Regions from separate parts of the Anser cygnoides genome. Here region 1 is linked to region 2. A link is a contact called in public Hi-C data. All regions are on one chromosome and are shown on one strand. Each heading gives the region's core, a stretch centred on a gene start, on an enhancer-like site or on the middle of the called end of the contact. The rest is flanking DNA. Distances are from core to core; before and after follow the strand shown. Region 1 overlaps WIPF1 (WAS/WASL interacting protein family member 1). Region 2 holds the start of WIPF1 (WAS/WASL interacting protein family member 1).

The links. A called contact is a pair of places that touch in the nucleus more often than the background predicts.
Region 1: a contact with region 2 is called in a Hi-C map of liver, with 2.1 times the contacts expected there. The contact joins the enhancer-like site here to the promoter of WIPF1 in region 2. A contact is called at or near these places in 3 of 7 Hi-C or Micro-C datasets (all in liver).

What each region holds. Positions count from the first base shown.
Region 1 is chr6:19,700,778-19,705,882 of Taihu_goose_T2T_genome, reverse strand. It overlaps WIPF1 (WAS/WASL interacting protein family member 1), which reads right to left. Exons shown (of 9, transcript XM_066999774.1): 3 at 1,568-1,656; 4 at 106-235. The coding sequence starts at 1,618. Among named protein-coding and RNA genes, the nearest start is that of GPR155, 29 kb to the left of the region's middle. Within about 2 kb of position 2,347, at least 1 of the 3 cell types and tissues checked has open chromatin away from gene starts, as enhancers often do. A contact at or near this core is called in liver, where this site is marked.
Region 2 is chr6:19,663,888-19,669,505 of Taihu_goose_T2T_genome, reverse strand. It overlaps WIPF1 (WAS/WASL interacting protein family member 1), which reads right to left and starts at 4,063. Exons shown (of 9, transcript XM_066999774.1): 1 at 3,888-4,063.

The DNA.
Region 1 (5,105 bases), core at 1,098-3,597, 38 kb before region 2:
TCTCCCATGTCAGTTAATCTGACGACAGCTAAAACAATTTTCTGCATTCAGACACATAGAACCATTAAAGCATACAAAAACACAGACACGTAGGATCATACTCACTGTCTAGAATTGGAGCACTTCTGTCATTAGTAACAGTCTTCTTTAGCTTTTTTCCTTTGGTAATATCAGATAGCAGAGCATTTCGCCCCGCTTGTTCTGACCTGCTTAGGGTTGGCTTTTCAGTATTTGCCTGCAAAATAAAATGAAAAATGAGGAGGTAAAATAAACCTCAAGTTCCAGCTACAAAGTTCTGCTCAAATACGGTAGTTACCTGAGACCTAAGTTTCTGCTTTAACAGCACTAGACTGGGTAACCTGCCTTATCTGGTTTTGTGAATGACGTTATGAGTAGCTGGCCTTCTCACTGACTTGAGGCCCCGAACAGTGCTGCTACTCTAACCCACACAATTCAGTGGAAACACAACACTTTTTTTTTTTTTGAATATTTTTGAATTCAAGAATCTAATTTCTGAAAGCCAAAGTACATCTATGGAAAATTGCCATTTTGTAGACTGAGTAGTCTGGCCCTGTTCAATCTGATTGCACCAAAAGATGGACATTCTTGAAAGCTGTAGTGAAACTCAAACTATACAAATTCTGGATAACTCAGAAGAAAGATGGAGTTTTAGATATACACACGTGCATGTATATATGATTTCTTCTACGAAACGGTGGTTCCTGAAAAGTTTTCTAACTTATCAGATCAGTGTCATGGAAAAGTCCTGAAAGGTGTTGAGAGTTGCCACGGAGGGACCAAGCACAGAGCTGGTATCTTGCTGATGGTGGGCAGTGAGGGAAAGACTCTTGTGCAGCAGGGCACAGCCCGGCTTATCTGTGTAACCATCTAGGGCTTTGGTATCAAAACGGTTGAGTACTTTACAACAGCATTTCCAGAAGCCTTTCTTTCTTGTCTGCCCGTCAGAGCAAACACAGCCCAGGGCAGGCTTCGTTCCAGCTTAGGCTGATTTAAGCCAGGTCCAATGTAGTCTCACCCACCACGTTGTGCCAGCAGTGGGTCTCGTACCTTTATACCACAGGCTGGCTGAGGGAGCTATGCTGGTTAAGAGCTATCCTTAAAAAAAATTTAGGATTTTAGGGATTGTATTTTGCCAGCTCAGGATCTCTGAACCAGTTCACCACCAGGTCATATAAGTATTAAAGTGGAACAAGGGAGAAGGTGAGAACACATGGCTGGAAAAAAGCAAGGGGAGAGCAAGACTTCAGTTCCTCTGACTTAGACAAGCTGTGCCTCTCCACCCAGGATCCCTGCACCAGATCAAACCACCAACATGGGAGGAGGAGGAAGATGGAGAGTGAATGTGGCTAGAGACATGCACATGGGCGCTGAAAGGGAATGAAAGTAACGGTCCCTCTTGCAGGATCAATCAGCTGTAAACAAAATGTAGGAAAGCTTTCCCCAGATACCATACCCACCCTTGTCATCTTGCTGCATGTCTCTTCCAACATGACAAGCAGCAATAGAGGACAGTGCATACTGTACATCCACCTTCTGTAAAACTTACCAAGGCCAGCGTTGGGGGTGGAGGGGGAGCGGGAGGGGGAGGCACAGGCATGGTGGAAGGCTGAGCTCCAGCTGATCTTGCTAAGAAACCTGCACAGCAAAACACAGAAATGCAAAGACCCAGAGATTATTAAATCTATCACCTTTGGGTGTGCTTTCTACTCAGCTACAAACAAACCCTGCATCAAACAGGATTATCTACTCAATTTTCTAGGACTAAGTAGTCTGTGAAAAGCACTTCATGTTTCATCGTATGGAAAACAGCTGCATCCTTAAACAGGCACTCCCTACATGATCTCCATAGCCAAGCAGACTCACAGACACACACATCTAGTTTTGCATTTTTGTGCCTTGCCACAGCGAAGAGTATGCAAGGATTGTGTGCATGTGTGCAATATGGTTACATGCAACAATAAACAACAAAACTGAATTTTGTTTAATCCAACAATCCTGTTCCCATGGAAGTATAGCAGGATAATCCCACTGCTACACCACCAAACCTTACTTCAAGAAGGCATCGTCTCACACTCAAAAAGAGATGCTGAACTTTTGAAGCTCTTAATTTGGTGGAATATAACACTGCTCTACTATTATGGGCAGGGTGGAACTGCAGACCTCTAGGGAAGACCCATGCTTCTTCCCCTCTCCCTGCTTGCTCTGAAGGAGCCAGGCTCCATCGCCACCTCTGAATGCACTTTCCTCCTTCTCAGGAGCAGCAAAGGCAGCCATGCTCAGAGCACCTTCCCTGGGGAGGAGAAGCAAGCAGGCAGCCTGTCCTCAGCCGCCAGCTGCTGCAGAGGGGAAAGCCTGGCGGCCAGAGACCAGCCTTCCCCAGCTTCCCTGTCTGAGACCAGGCTCCTGCTCTTTCCCACCCCAAGCAGAACTACCTTGGGTAATCTGAGGACAAGCATACGTGAGAGAGAAATTCAGTGGAACAAAATATTAAAGAGAGAAAAAAAAAATAAGCAAAGCACTAAAGCACTGAGGATATATTTTTTTTTCAAGTCAAAAGGGTTTTTTTCCGGCACACTGCTAGTTGGAAACGTGCCTAATGGAGGGTCCAAGGTTCTCCTAACGGTGCTGTGACATTTCAGCAATTTGGTGCGCTGTCTGCCTCTAAAAATGCTTTTGCTTCAAGAGACCTGCTGACGGGCTCGGCCTTGCTCTTGTGCAGGAGGCGCGCAGAGCATCCTGCCATCAGAGGCGAGGGCCCAGTGGCAATTAGCCACTGTGTGCACCGTGTTTACACGTGGCAGGTCAGCGTGACAGCAATGGGGGTTATTCTCCAAATAACGCCACGCTGATGTCCCCATTCGGTTGCTTACAAGAATACACATCTCTCACTTTCTGAAGTCACTTAATTGGTTTTGAGAAAACTAAGGAGAACGGTAGTAATGCAATCTCTGCCCGATCAGCTTCGTGGTAGGTACAGCATGCTTCAGAGGTTGAATGAACACCAGGAAAACGTTCAGAATGAAACAAAATGGCCCTTGCAGTTATCATCTGAGGTGGGCCCCCACCTACAAAGTCTGTGATACCTCTGAGATGATCTGTGATAGGTGTGTTAGAAAAAAAAATGGTTAGCAGTACAGCTGTATCCTGTCAGATGCTCAGGCTTTGGCAGAATTAGAATATAGATAATAAAGCCACACCAAAAACTGCTGAGCTGCCTTCCTGAGATGAGAATGCTTAGTCTCTAAAAGGAGACTTTAATGGATTTCGTCTAAAATCTTGAGAGAGAAAAGGGCTTGGAGAGGAAACAACCACATCACCCCTAAGTCTAGCTGACTAGCGAGAAAAAAAACAGGAGTTCAGAGTGGCGCGAGGCATTACCGCTATCTCTCGCGTGGCGAGGTTTTATTTTCCTCTGCTGCAGAAGCTGTTGCTCTTTCCTGTTACTGAGAAAGCACGAGCAGAGCAGAGGGGAAGCTGACAGACGGCCGGACTGACAAAGAGGAAACTGTGCGAAGCCAAGTCTGCGCAGCGCTGTGCAAACACACGCACTCACAAAATCCTGCAAACCCACACACGTTTTCTCATCCACCCTGTGGGCAGTTACCTCTCCTACGAATGCGTCGCCAGAGAAGCACAAGGTTCAGATTTGAAGGACCCGCTTGAATCCGCTTGTCCTTCGCACTTCCATATTCCCAGCTCTCAGTCCTTACATAAAACTGCGCAAAGCCCCAGCCTTTCCTGATCTTAGTATCCTAAATTCAGTATTTTAAATCTGAACTCTATTAAAAGAACTAAGACTAATGCTGCTTTGTTCTTCAACTTCCTGTTTAAAAAAATAGTCAACAGGAAAATTATTTCTTGCAGCAGACCACAACCATCCTGTTTCTTAACGCAGCCTTTTCGCAGCTGCAGTTGTCTCTAGCGTAACTGTGCCAGTAAGCTACTTCACCAAGCTTTTAACTCCTTCAACTGCTTAAAACGAGAAAGAGAAACTGCTCCCTGCACTGCTTTGGTAAGAGACTGAAACAGTCCTCGTAACGGACCCTGAATCTTCTTGGGGCTCCACGTGCCAAGGGAAAAGCCCCTTGAGCAGGGAGGGTAAAGTCTGGTTTGTAATCAGACTTTTAATGAATTCCTCAGGCAGCTCGAACCTGCACGCAGCAGGTGAGCTAGCTGGTCTAGGAAGAACCTTCTCCAAAAAGCAGCATTTTCGCAAATGTTTTAACTCACCCACCTCCCTGTTTGTTAACCTCTTGCCTTCTGCATGCTCGTGCTGTTCTTTTCTCCTTTCTTTCCTTTTCACTGGGTTGTTTTAGGTCAGTTTTGTAAGGAATTGATGGCAGTGGAGGGGAAGCAAGGTAGGACCCAAAGCCTGAGCTCTCTAATGGGAAGCTGCTACCCACAGACTCACCCTGCCTCTCCAAAACCCTCCCTGCGCACTTTGTTTGCAGGGGGGCCAGAGGGAAACGGCACCGGGGGCCTCCTGCTTGCCTATGCCTTCTTCCAGAGACCTATAGTAGATAGATACATAGGTATCCATGTATACATAGAGACATCTTTCCATACAGATGTATAGTTGTCTCTCTCCAGATGTGTATAAATCCAAATATAGAGATATGCACCCAAACATAGAGATGTGCTTATATAGAAACATGTATAGATGTATATATAAATCTATACTAGCTCTGTATCTAGTTTCCGCTCTTGTCCTGTCGAGAAAGGATGCTTCTCCGACGTGCCCACAGCGATCAGCTGCAGACTACCTAACACCTCTTCTGGTATCGAAGGGTTTTCTCGGCAGGGCAGGGGTGGAAGCCAGATCTGCAGCTGCATGCCGGTCAGCTTAGCATCTAGCTGCTGCTCAGCAAGCCCTGTGGCCCTGATGCAGCTGCTAGAGGGTCTGGAAAACAGCATTTTGCAGGGCAAGCTTCTGTAGCAGGCCAAACTCGGGAAGCACTGGCCTCAAGTTTAGTGCAAGTATTCTGCAGAATTGTTTGCATGCGGCGTCCTTGCTTTGATAATTTTCAATTAAATTTTCCCAAAAAAAGATCTGCTGAAATGGATTTAATGATTTTGAGTAATTT
Region 2 (5,618 bases), core at 2,814-5,313:
AGCAGCTTAAGTATTACAAAAGTTTGCTCCTGCGACTTTAAAGGAGGTACAAGATGAAACATTTTAACTCCACGGTGTACTTATGTGTGATTAGAACCAAATGCAGAAGACTCCTGAAGAGGTTACAGCAGAGTTTAGTGTTACAAAACAGACTTTCAAACCACTCCTTGGGCTTCCTGCTTCTCTCCTTCCAGGAATAAGGAAACTTTCTATTCTGAATACCTTTGATCTCTCAGATTTAGATGAAACTGCTCCCTCGCTGCTTGTGTCTCCAGCCTTACAGACGTTGCACTGATCTTTGTGCACCGAGCTGGATGAGACCCAAGCATAGCTGCTCTTTCAGGCCTGCAGGGCTGAACAGCAGCAACAGCATCTGTCAGAGCCCTGATGTTCAGGGTTAATTCCACTGAAAAAAAAAAAAGAAGTCATCTTTTCATGATTCAGACTTCACTTTCAACTCAGCAGCGGTCGCATACTGCTTGGAAAGAGTCACAATAGAGTACTAACAGTTCACTGATTCCCTTCCCCTTCAGATATCTAGATATATCTATACCTGGGGCTGATGCTACATGAGAGCACTAAAACACCATCATACTAATCACTGCAAGCATCCGAACTACTTAGAACAAAACCTACTAAAACATGATTCTTTATTAGTTTTTAATAATCCCTTTTCTAGGCCATTTGCCAACTAACAGTTCAGCAGTCATTATTCAATAACATACAGATTTTCATGTACATCTTCGAAGCAGGTCGCTAAATAGTGAGCAATTGTTAATTGCACACTCAGTGGCACACAAAACAAACAGCTGCCTTGACAATTTGTGGCCACTTCCAGCATCCTCATCTTTGGTACGACCCAGATCTGTTCTACCAGAACAAAATTTACTTTCTCACCATATAAAGAATGTTCCCTCCACAACTCACACACAGCTAGAACCATGGGTTTTGAAGTAAGATACTTGACAGCCCTTTATTATAATGGATCCAGTTGACCGAGTATTATAGTGCACCACACGAAAAAAGAAAAAGCATCTGCATTAGAGCCAAGAATAAGAAGCCAGTAGAAAGAACACAAAGGCATTTAATTAGATTTGAACTTTTACAAGACTTCATATTGTTGTGAAGCAGCCACAATTAAAACATGTTTATGTTGGCAAGAGCATAAACTTTAAAGAAATCCCCTCCTTGCCATGGCATCACTACTTCTCATAGTTCTAAGCATAAGTCCACTATCCAGATGGAGATTCAATGCAGTTAAGAGCATAGAATGTTTCTAATGTCTTTACATAAAGACGTTTTGCCAATGCATATTTATACACCCCACCCCCGTACAACATATGTGCCTTGAAAGGAAACCTATGAAATCCTGTCCTCATGTCACATTTATCAGACAACACCAACATGCCCTCTTTTCTTCCTCCAAGAAAAGCTTGATGTTTATATAAGCAAGGCAGAAAATTAATAGCTGTTAGAACTTTATGCACTGTAGGTAATAAAGAGTAATATTGCAAGGCATTTTCTTCACAAAGAGGTCAGTATTGCTCCCCAGCAGCCTCTCCACTGAGAAAGGTCTGGAGAGCACCTGAGGTAAAGGTCATGTGCACTGTTACAGGTAGGAAATTGTTCCTTTTATAGCTAATAATATTCCAGTGGCACACTTTCAATCCTGACTACTGTATCAGTAAAAACAAATATCCTGATGCAACTTTGTGGTAAATCTGGGTTTCTCAAAAAAAAAAAAGAACAGCTACAGCACCCATGTATCAATGCTAGGCCTAAAGATGGCCCCTTGCTACCTGATGCTACACAGAGCACAATGCCATACCATAACAAGTTAGAAGTGCAATCGCAGTGGAAATACCAAGGCAGCAGCAGAAGCTGGAGAGCTTTGAGCACTCTCGAGGCAGGGGGGAGGCAGCGCAGGCTGGAAGAGCTGCTCCTCCTCTCCTCCCGCCTTTCTGAGGGATTTTAACCTGGATGGCTGAACCTGTCAGCAGCACGCCCCACAGATAACCAGAGAGGGTTGCTTGGGCTGCAGCACAGGGCAGGAATGGGTGAGCAGCTGTAAGACATGAAGAGGAATGGGGCTGGAGGCAGAAGGCCCTCAGCTCTCCTAAGAGCAGCACAACTGCACCTCCAGGGCACAGTCCCTGCCCCAGAGAGACACACCACAGGGGCTGGTGTGCCTCTGACTGCCCCTTACTACTCTTCCTGCCAGCCAAGGGAATGCCTTTTTTGTGTACAGCGTGAAGAACCACACGTTTGACAGGCATGTGCTAAGGGCAACATACTGCTTGAGGTCAGAGGACACTGAGGAGCCCAGAAGAGCAGGGAGGGGAGAAAGACACACACAGTACCAGAGGAATTAAAAACAGCGCTTTCTGGAGGAACAGTAACTCAGAATAGATACAATCTCATTTTTAGGCTCTTTGCTCTTTCCCCAGCTAAACAGACTCCGCAGGCACATAAGAAGCGTGTCCTCTCCATTCGTTGCCTTCTGCTCTTCCTGGATCGCCCCGTGCCTGCCCTCCCCTCACATGCTCCTGCTGCGCAGAGGGCAAAAGCACTCCACAGCAGCTGCATTTCCTCCTCACGTGCTCCCTCCCTGCCACTGCTCCAGCAAAGGGGGAAACCACGCACCAGCAGGGTCCTCCTCATGCTGAGCACTGCCAGGGCCAGCGCAGTCACCCAGCGCTTCACCTAGGCCGCAGAGCCGGGGACACCTTTCCCTCAGAGAGCCACGCTGCCAGAGCAGGCTCCTCTGTGCCAGCACGGCCATCCCTCGTGCCCTTCTGTAAGGCACGGCTCCCCAGCTGGGCACCCTGTGCGTACAGTGTGGAGGCACTAAGTAACGGGACAGGACTTCTCCATGTGGCCTTCTACACCCCCTGTGCCTGGAGGAGCTGGCAGGCATGGAGAAATAGAGGGGAAAAGTCAAAGCAGGCAGGGGCGAAGGGCATGAGTGAGGAGCAGATCACACTGCCCACCCTCTGGAGGCCAGGAAGACTGAGCAGAGCTGCTCGCTAAGGCCCTTTCTTTGAGGAAGCACCACAAGAATAAAAAAAAGCAATTTAGAGTTACCTCACAGTGGATTCCTGAATAAGCACATCCTACTTAGCGGCAGAAACAAGTTCTGTATCACTTCTGTTTTAGTTAGGAGGCCTGAGCAGGGCACGCGGCAGGAGCTGAAGAACACACACTGCCAGAGAAGGGACACAGTCCTGCCCCGCAGGAGATGTTTTTATTGAGAGACGAGGAGCAGCCATCAGCACACAAAGAGGGAAGGCTAAGACCTTAAGGCTGTTTACTCGAGGTCTGCAAACCCAGCTCCTTCGGGAAGCCCCCGAGAGCCAGCTCGGGGGGGCAGAGACCTGCTCGCGGAGCCTGCTCCACAACACCTAGCCACAGGGCTCACCCAACGCCCGCTGGGGATGGCAGCACCTGCTGGGCTGGGTGCCACACGTGCTCGGCGCGGCTCTCCCCACCCACCTCAGCACCGGGAGGGATCCGGTGCCACCAGCCACCTCCACGGAGGCCGGGGCAGAGGCACAGCCCGGGGTGCACCCGGAGGCCAGGCCTCACCCAACACCATCCCCTACCCCGGGGAAAGCAGGAAAGCCAGGGGGAAGCAGGGAAGGAGGGATGCCAGCCCGGCCAGCACAGAGGAGGAGCGGGAGCGGCTTCGGGAGGCAGGAGCGCGTCCAAGCCCGAGACAGAGGAGTCTGGAAGAAAACAGAGAGAGAGAGGGGGGACAGGCACGAAGCGAGGCTCAACTCCCGGCTCCCCGAGGGGCACCGCGCCGCCCCTTGCTTACAGCGGGGCGCCGGGGGGGCCCTGCCGCCTCCGGGGGGTCCCTGCCCGGCGCCCCCCGGCCCCGTCCTTACCGAGCTCCGTCGTGCTGCGGCCGGCGGCGCTCCAGCCGCTGCGGCGGCCGGGGCATGTTGGGCCGGGCGCTATTTATAGCGGCAGGAAGCGCCGCGACGCGGCTCTGGGGCGCCGCTCCCCGCCGCCCGAGAGGCTGCACCGGCCCCGGGACCGGCCCCGGGCCCCGCAGCGCTGCCCGGTGCCCCCCGGTGCCCCCCGGTGCCCCGTGCCCCGTCTTCCCGCGGGGCTCAGCCCGGGAGAAGCGGGGCAGCCCCGCCGCGGCGGCCAGGGAGAGGAGGGCAAAGGGAATTAAGCAGCGGGGAAGACGGAGTTGTTTTGTTTTTTATTTTTTCCCTTTAAGGTCTGCAGTACGCAGAGGTGTGGGAAGGTCAATTACCCCTCTCCGCATGACGGCCCTAAAGGGAGTTGTGCTTCTTGCCTCAATTAACTCACGCAGAGATGGCTTTGCCAGACAAGCGATACTCTGCTTCCTATTCCCTCTAACCGTGATTAAAATTTCTAGAAATAAAACTTCTGTTAACGTCTTTGGGACCAGTGCTGAGGTCTAGAATGGAAAATCATGCCCAAAGTGCATGCTTGGGCAGATAGGAGGGAGTATGGAAGGGCAGGAGGGCTGTGTGCTGGGCGTCTGACCGGGCCAGTAAATTTCACCCTATGTGCTTTTTCGCAGGATTTCACGTTTTGGAGGTATTTGGATGCTTTTTGTTTAGTCCCTGCAAGAATGTGGTCCCGCTCAGCAGCTGCATAACGCTGCTGTCTAAACCAGATGAATGTTAGGGACAGGTGTCCCAAAAAACTTAAATGCATTCTGGATTCCCTTGTAGCAACATGTCGCAGCAAGGTCAAAGACTGAGTAATCTGTGTGCTGGGCTAACCTCTTACAATTTACTTTTGTGTTTTATACTAAGACATTACCAACTGCAACGACAGCATTAAGGCGAGACATGCTGTCCTGAGAGCAATGGCGTTACTGATTTGCCTCCAACGTAAGGTCTCAAATCTTTCCAGCCTTTTATGTAGGTCATTTCTCCGTTTTTGTGCCATTGCATGCTTGGGGCACTGCAATACAGAAAAACAAATACAATGCTTTTTTTTTTCTTCCCCCCCTCTACCCTCTTCTGCCCTACGTGCATGACCTAGATTAGTTCGCAAGCAAAAATTAGGGAGCTCACAAATGGAAAAGCTGCAGGTATTCTCTGCTTACTGCCTTTATGGACTCACAGACCTAAAGCTTCCTAAAGAGGCTCACAAATCCACATGGGGTTCCTAAACTCTGCATACTGTATTTGGGTCATTGGTTAGCTGAAAACAGTTTTGAAGTCACATACAGGCAAACAGCTTCCTCTTGATTAGGTAGTAGAGAAATATCATATGATGTGTTTATTCCTGGCTCCATATGGGATAAGTAACAAACACTCATCCGGACCTGCTTGGTTGTTAGAAGCCAGCTGAAGGGGTTGGGAGGACGTGCTGTGGCAGGGGGGTCTGTGCAGGGATGATGGAAGTGGTAAAAATGCTTGTAAGGAAAGAGTTCTCCCTTTATGGGGAATCCACCGAGTGGCCCATCATCACAGCACTGCCATAGCCTACAAACTCCTTGCAGTCTTGGCTGCTGGTCAGTCTGGCATGCAGTGTGGTAACGAGTGGACTCATCCTGTCCTTGTTCCTTTCCCTCACTCACACTGCAGGTAATCCCCTGCAGCCAGCTGAACTCGGCAGGGCTCCCTGAA